Regions from separate parts of the Sus scrofa genome. Here region 1 is linked to region 2. Evidence: chromatin contacts called from public HiChIP or PLAC-seq data. All regions are on one chromosome and are shown on one strand. The core of a region is the stretch at or near the end of the contact, and the rest is flanking DNA. Distances in the headings are between cores, read along the strand shown. Region 1 overlaps JDP2 (jun dimerization protein 2). Region 2 overlaps RPS6KL1 (ribosomal protein S6 kinase-like 1).

What was found. HiChIP or PLAC-seq counts read pairs in DNA pulled down with a chosen protein or histone mark.
Region 1: an H3K27ac HiChIP or PLAC-seq map of alveolar macrophages shows a contact between it and region 2. The contact joins two enhancer-like sites. A contact is called at or near these places in 2 of 2 datasets of contacts at active chromatin or transcription factors (alveolar macrophages and skeletal muscle).

The regions. Positions count from the first base shown.
Region 1 is chr7:98,603,265-98,606,667 of Sscrofa11.1, forward strand. All of the region lies in intron 2 of JDP2 (jun dimerization protein 2), which reads left to right. Among named protein-coding and RNA genes, the nearest start is that of JDP2, 31 kb to the left of the region's middle. Within about 2 kb of position 1,762, at least 45 of the 83 cell types and tissues checked have an H3K27ac peak or open chromatin away from gene starts, as enhancers often do. A contact at or near this core is called in alveolar macrophages, where this site is marked.
Region 2 is chr7:98,126,038-98,129,224 of Sscrofa11.1, forward strand. RPS6KL1 (ribosomal protein S6 kinase-like 1) reads right to left here. Exons shown (of 11, transcript XM_013989171.2): 3 at 2,555-2,679; 4 at 1,530-1,622. Among named protein-coding and RNA genes, the nearest start is that of RPS6KL1, 14 kb to the right of the region's middle. Within about 2 kb of position 1,549, at least 15 of the 83 cell types and tissues checked have an H3K27ac peak or open chromatin away from gene starts, as enhancers often do. A contact at or near this core is called in alveolar macrophages, where this site is marked.

The sequences.
Region 1 (3,403 bases), core at 512-3,011, 480 kb after region 2:
GGAAGGAGGCAGCAGCCTTGACTTGGGATGAAAGAGGCCTGGAGGGGCTTGGGGGCAGCCTCCCCCAGCTCCAGTCAGAGGGCAGGCCATGAAGACCCCCACAAGAGGAGCCGCGGTTCGCCCCAGGGGGGACTGCAGAAGCCAAGGGCCCTGCCCAACTCCCGTCTTAATTCCAGCAAGACCTCGGCATCTGTTTTCGGTGTGTCCTCTGGGAGGCTCTTAACCAGCAGCAGAGGGATTTGGGGGAGATGCAACACAGTTTCAAGGTGAAAGTGTAGCAGGGGGGCTTTGGGGCCATTTCTTGTCTTATTGGGAGATGTGAGCCCAGGCAGGACACAGGGCTGGAAAGGCCCAGGATGGACTTAAAGCCAGACTTTCGGGGTCTGCTTGGGACCTGTGCAGACCTGCCACAGCCATCAGCAGACTGCACCCTGTATCTTGACTCTATCTTGGGCCCTTGTGCTTCTGCTAAAGGCAGCACCCAGTCCCCAAGCTTTGCTGGCCTCTGGCAAACAGAGCTTTCCCTGGCCAAGAAAGCTCCTTATAAGCACTGGAGAAAAGGTTAGGCAGATGCAAATACAGGCAGTAAATTCCATTTAGAAGTATAGAATCCAAGCCTGTAAGCATCGTTCTCTTGACTCTTTTATTCTGTTCATTCATTTGATTGACATTGGCTGCGCCCCTCCTAAGTGTCCTGATCTATGCCAGGTACTGGCGATGCCCAGGTCCCCCATCCTCCAGATTAGCGGGGAAGACAGCTTCCCTCATAAGCAGAGACTAAGGATGGGGCATGATAGAGACTCTTACACTGGGGAACTCCAAGTGCTGTAGCAGCACAGCAAAAGCAGTTCATTCTATTGGGGAGTCAAAGGGGCTTCCTGGAGGAGGTGACATTTGCTCTTGAAGGTTGGAGGAGTTTATAAGTGGGGAAAGAGGGTCATTGCAGGAGGGCTTGGATGGCTTCGAGTAGGGTGAGACTTTGAAGTAGAGGGTGATGGCAGGAGGGCACTGACATGGCTGCAGAGGGCTGGGACAGCCCTCACCTGGCTGTCACACTGGCCCGGTTGATCTCTCAAACTTCCAGGACTGAACTGCTTGCATCTGCTGCTAGAGTAGCTTCTGTGGGCCCCAACTTTATTTTTCTTTCTTTCTTTCTTTCTTTTTTTTTTTGTCTTTTCAGGGCCTCACCCGCAGCATATGGAAATTCCCAGGCTAGGGGTTGAATCAGAGCTGTAGCCGCCAGTCTACACCACAGCCACCGCAACGCAGGATCCGAGCCACGTCTGCGATCTACACTAGAGCTCACAGCAACACTGTATCCTCAACCCACTGAGCAAGGCCAGGGATGGAACCTGCTGTGTCCTCATGGATGCTAGTCAGATTCATTTCCGCTGAGCCACGACGGGAGCTCCGGTCCCCAACTTTTTGTAGGATGAGGCCCTGCCCAGGAGCAGGGTGGGGAGCTGGGTCTCGGAGGACAGAGGTTGTGTCTCCTAGGAATCGGTGGCTCTGCCAGAAGCGCGGGCTTGCTACAGGGAGGGGCCTGAGGCCCTATGAGCCCGGCAGGGCCCAGGTTGCACACATCACCTTGGCAGTTTGTGGGCAAACCCTCTGGGCCGAGGGGAGATTGCACTGCCAGCCGCTTCCTCCAGTTCCTTCCCTCTGCCTGTCGTCACGGTTACCTCGGCCTTGTTGGGGGTGAGGTAGAGGTTGGGCGGAATCAACTTTGTCCGGGTTTCTATTTCCCCAGATGCGGTCAGCCAGAGGAGCTGTCACTTCTGGTTCTGTTTCAAAGGAGGCCAAGGGGCTGGGAGGTGCTTGGGTGCGGCCGTGTTGACAAGGCGCCTCGCCAGCCAGCCTCCCAGGCAGGGTGGGAGGGGGTCAGGGAGACGCTCTGGGTGGTGGAGGAGAGGAAGGGGCGGCCCTGCCAGGGCCTGGGCTGAGGGCCGTGGGGGCTGGTCTCCGGCCCAGGCCCTGGGTCCTGAGCTCCCGGAGCATGCCGGGAGTGCAGGCAGAGAGGCTGTTTACTTTCCTGGCCTGAAGCCCTTTCGGCTGAGACCTTGTTCCAGGCCTCGGGCTGCCAGCAGCACCCCCACGGGCTCCAGAAGTGAGAGAGTTGGCAAGCCCAGGGCAACCCAACGGCTTCTCCAGCGGCCTCGGACTCCAGGCCGTTGCAGCCCGGCTGGTCCTGTGTGTCCTCCAGATTGTCCTGGTGGGAGATGGACAGTAAAAGGCACCACCTCCAAGTGATCTTGATGGGCAGGGGCCATGTGGGCCAGGGGTCGAGGACAGGAAAGCTGAAGTCAGGGTAATCTGCGTTGGAATCCTGATGTCACTGTTTCCGAGCTGTAGGGAGGGCCTTGGACAAACCAAGCTGTTGAGCCTCAGTCTCACCATCTGTAAAATGGGGGCAGTCATAGTACCTTTCTCATCAGGCTTTGATAGTGAGGATTACATGGCCTGCGTTGAAAGCATGTAGCAAAGTAGGCAACTAAAGGGCAGCTCTGGTTGTTATTATTGATGAAACCATGGTAGGTGCAACTTCGGAAGTCTGTGTTGGTGGGCTTCCTCCTCCCCACTCATGCTTGGTGAATTTCCTGGCCTTTCTGGGGCAGAAGCAAGCCCAGAGGCTCCAGAGGCCCCTCTGCCTATATCCCAAGCAGGGAGCTTTGAGGAGCCCCTGGGATCCTGGGCTGCAAGTGGGTCTCCTGGGGGAAAAACCTGCAGGAGTTCCCTTGTGGCTCAGCACGTTAAGCATCTGACTGGTATCCATGAGGATGCGAGTTCAGATCCCTGGCCTCCCTCAGTGGGTTAAGGATCTGGCGTTGCTGTGGCTGTGGCGTAGGCTAGGAGCTTTGACTCTGATTCGACCCCTAGCCTGGGACCCTCCATATGCCACAGGTGCAGCCATAAAAAGTAAAAACAAACAAACAAACAAACATGCAGAGGCCAAGAGAAGGAGGAAGCCCAGTTGAGGGGTGGGGGAAACTATCCCATCACCAGGAGATAGACCTGAGGGAAGACTCAGGCGCTTCAGGGAGGGAAAGTGGGTGGAGGCGGAAGGTGAAAGCAACACTCCTGCCCCATGTGTTTCGAAAGGAAGTGCCTGGGAGCTGCTGGCCTGGAAAATAGTGCCCAGAGGGTGGGGCTGGGCAAGGGAACAGACCACCACCGCCCCATTGGGTGTCACCTCTGGGTGAGGAGATTGCCAGGCTCTGGGCCTCCTGAACTCTGGCAGAACCCAGGAGGCCTTGCCCTCCTGGGGCACTGGCTCCTCCCAGGGACGCACCTGCTCCCGGAGCCTCACCGGGCTGGCTGGGAATCAGGGCCCCCCGCCTGCCCAGAGGCCGGCCGTTGGCAGGGTGGCTGACTCCCTGGGGCTATGGGTTAGGTTGTCCCTGTC
Region 2 (3,187 bases), core at 299-2,798:
CACGCGGACTAGCGCACTGGGAAGGAAGGGCTGGGCAGATGGAAGCTGGCTGGACCTTGGCTGATGGACTGGGGCTTGTTCCAGGGACCTGGGAGCAGCAGCTGGAGGAAAGCTTGCTTGCCTCTGACCTGCTCTTGTCATTAGCCTTCACAGCCATCAAACTTGCATCAAATGCTTTAGCGTGTGCCAGGCCTTTCCCAAAAGTTATTTCATTTTAGTTCCCAGATCACCTCGGGTGGGAGGGTCCTTACCCACTTTCAGATGAGGAAACCAGCGCCCAGGGAGGGGAAGGGGCTTGCCCACGGCCACGCGTTGCCAGCCCAGCCAGCACATCATCCCTGGAGTGTGGGGGAGCACACGCTGGTCGCTTTTTCTCTGTGGGCTCCCAGATGCGTGCAAATCTTCCACGAGTGTTTTAAATTACAGATGCCTAGGCTCAACCCTAGAAATTCTGACTCAACGGGTTCGGGACGGGCCCAGATGTCTGTAGTGTTAGGAAACTCCCCCAGGTGATTCTGATAAGCAGCCAGTTTGAGAGGAAAAAAAAAAAAAAAACCTTCAGCAAATACTCAGGGATCCCTGGTTGGGGCAGAAGGATTATGGGCTCAAATCTCATCTGACCCAGCTGTTTGTCCTTCTGATGAGTGTCCCAAGTTCAGGTTGGGCTGTGCACCCCTATCTGTTTTTTTTTTTTTTTTTGCCTTTTCTAGGGCCGCTCCTGCGACATATGGAGGTTCCCAGGCTAGGGGTCTAATTGGAGCTATAGCCACCGGCCTAAGCCAGAGCCACAGCAACTCAGGATCTGAGCCACATCTGTGACCTACACCACAGCTCACGGCAATGCCAGATCTTTAACCCACTTAGCAAGGCCGGGGATCGAACCCACAAACCTCATGGTTCCTAGTAGGATTCGTTAACCACTGTGCCACGGTGGGAACTCCAAGCTCGTATCTTCTTGTCCCTGAATTGAGGGAAAAGATCCTGGATCCATCATGTCAGGATGGGGGGAGGGGCAGGGCCAGGAGAGAGCGGGCAGAGCTGCGGGACCCTCTGCAGGACAGGTTTCTGGAGATCAAGCACATTCCCACCACAGGCACTTCTGGGCTATGCCGGGTGGGGAGACTCTTGGCTGCAGCCCCGGGGTGCAGAGCGAGTGCGGGGCGGGGCCTGCGGGAAGTGGGAAGTGGGAGCCAGCAGGGCAGCGCATGCTGGCCGGGTGCCCTGGCCACAGCTTCTCCTGTGGCTTCTGTCTTGAATCTCCGGGGGAGCGGCTTGCTGTGTCTGAGCTGGAGGGCTGTGCAGTGGAGCTGTCTGCCTCTGCTTGTTCCTCACTTTTTCCTTTCCAGGCCTGACTGGTGTGTGCTGGGATGGAGTGGGGGATGGGGAACCACTGGATCCCAAGGCTGTTCTCCCCTTGGACCCTCTGACCCCTGGCCAACATCCTCTCGGGAAGCAGGGGTGGCTGCCCTTTCTCCCCCCAGTCACGCACACCATCTCCTCCCGCACCTTCGGCCTCGGTGGTCACTCACCTTCTCAATGACTGCAACCACCCTGCAGCCCCTCAGCTGCTCCAGGGCAGAGCTCAGTGTGCGGATGGGCCGGAGCCTCAGGCTGCTGAAACCCTGCGGAGATGGAGAGTCACATGGCAGCCTCAGGCCATGCGCAGGGCCCGGGCTGCCAGGAGAGCAGTGGCCACAGAAGGCAGGACCCGGGTACAGGCAGACCCCACCTCACAGGGACAGACTGAGTGAAGCTGGCCTTGGACCAGGGCGGCCAGGTCACCCTCTCAGCTCATCCTCCACCCAGCCCTCCTCCCAGGCCAGGGAGTTCTCAGGGCTTCAGAAACCCCCTCTCAGAAGCTCCATCCCCAGGCGGCAGATGCTCCCGGGGTGGGGAAATAGCCTCAGAATGTGTGTGTCTCTGGGAACAGGCCTCCGAGACCAAGGCATGTGGCCCTGGCACCTGCTTTGGAGGAAGCAGCTTGCAAGGTGCAGCGAGCCTAGAGGGGGTGGCATGTGTGTGTCTGCACGTCTGTGGGCATGAGAAGTGTGCAGGCGTTTTCAAGCCCCTCTGAGTGCCCACTGGGTTAGGAAAAGCCCTGCAGGGAGAGGACTTTGCACATCTGCATGTGACTGTATTCATGTGTGTCTCTGTGTGTATGTGCGCACGCGGGTATCTGCATCTGCTCTAAATACTCACTGCAGCCCAGCCAAACACAAATAGATCTGGGAGCCTGAGTGCGCACATGGGCAAGCATGTGTATGGGCCACATGTGAGAGTGGGGAGGGGTGTGTGTGTGCGCGGGCGCGCGCATTGTGTGCGGACGTGAGACTGGACTAGAGACGATTCCTTGAGTGTTTGAAAATGAATGAACCATGGAGCGTGTGGGAGAGACAGGAAGCCAGGAGGAGGCGGGCGGGAGGGCTGCCCTGCACTCTCCACCGTCTGCCCTGCCACGCGGGAGGCAGGTGACAGCTCTCTGGACTGGGGGCGCAGGTGGTGGAGGCCTCAGCTCTCCCTCCTCAGGGCCCTCAGGCCTCTGGGGTCTCCTCACCGTGCCAGAGCTGGCTCCGCTGCCCAGCGTCCTCTGCAGGTGGCAATTAAAGATCTCCTCTGCCCGCCGCAGGTACTTGGTAATTTTCAGCTTTACAGCCTCGCGTCTCTCCTTGTTGGGGTCAACTGTGGGGAGCAGGGCGTTGCCAGGATCCACCCCAGTCTTGGGAGGAGGCTGGGGGTTTGGGCTCCCATGGTCGGCCCTTTGCCTTCCACGGGAGGTAGTGCCTATTTCTGCGGCCGGTCAGGGGCTTCTGACCCCACGCCTGTTCCTGGGTCCTCCTCTGGGTGGGAAACGGGCAGGGGAGGCGGGGAAAGGAAGGTGGCTGGAGAGGTTGGGAACCAGGGCCATCCCTGTGCCTGCATCCTTTCCAGTTAGCATCCACACCTCGCTGGCCCCCATCACACCCTGGGAAGGGACAGAGAGGGGATTTCCATGTCTGTTTTCCAGAGGAGGAAAAAGAAAGTCCCAGAGAGCATATGCCTTCTTCTATCTCTGATGCCCCGTGTGAAAGAGGCCAGAATGGGGGTCAGGATTGGCGGGCAAAGGAATTCACTGGGCGGGCTTGAACCCCAGGTGCTGGGAGGTCTCCTCCGTGAATCGGGGCCTGACTCCAGCCTCTCTCCCAACTTG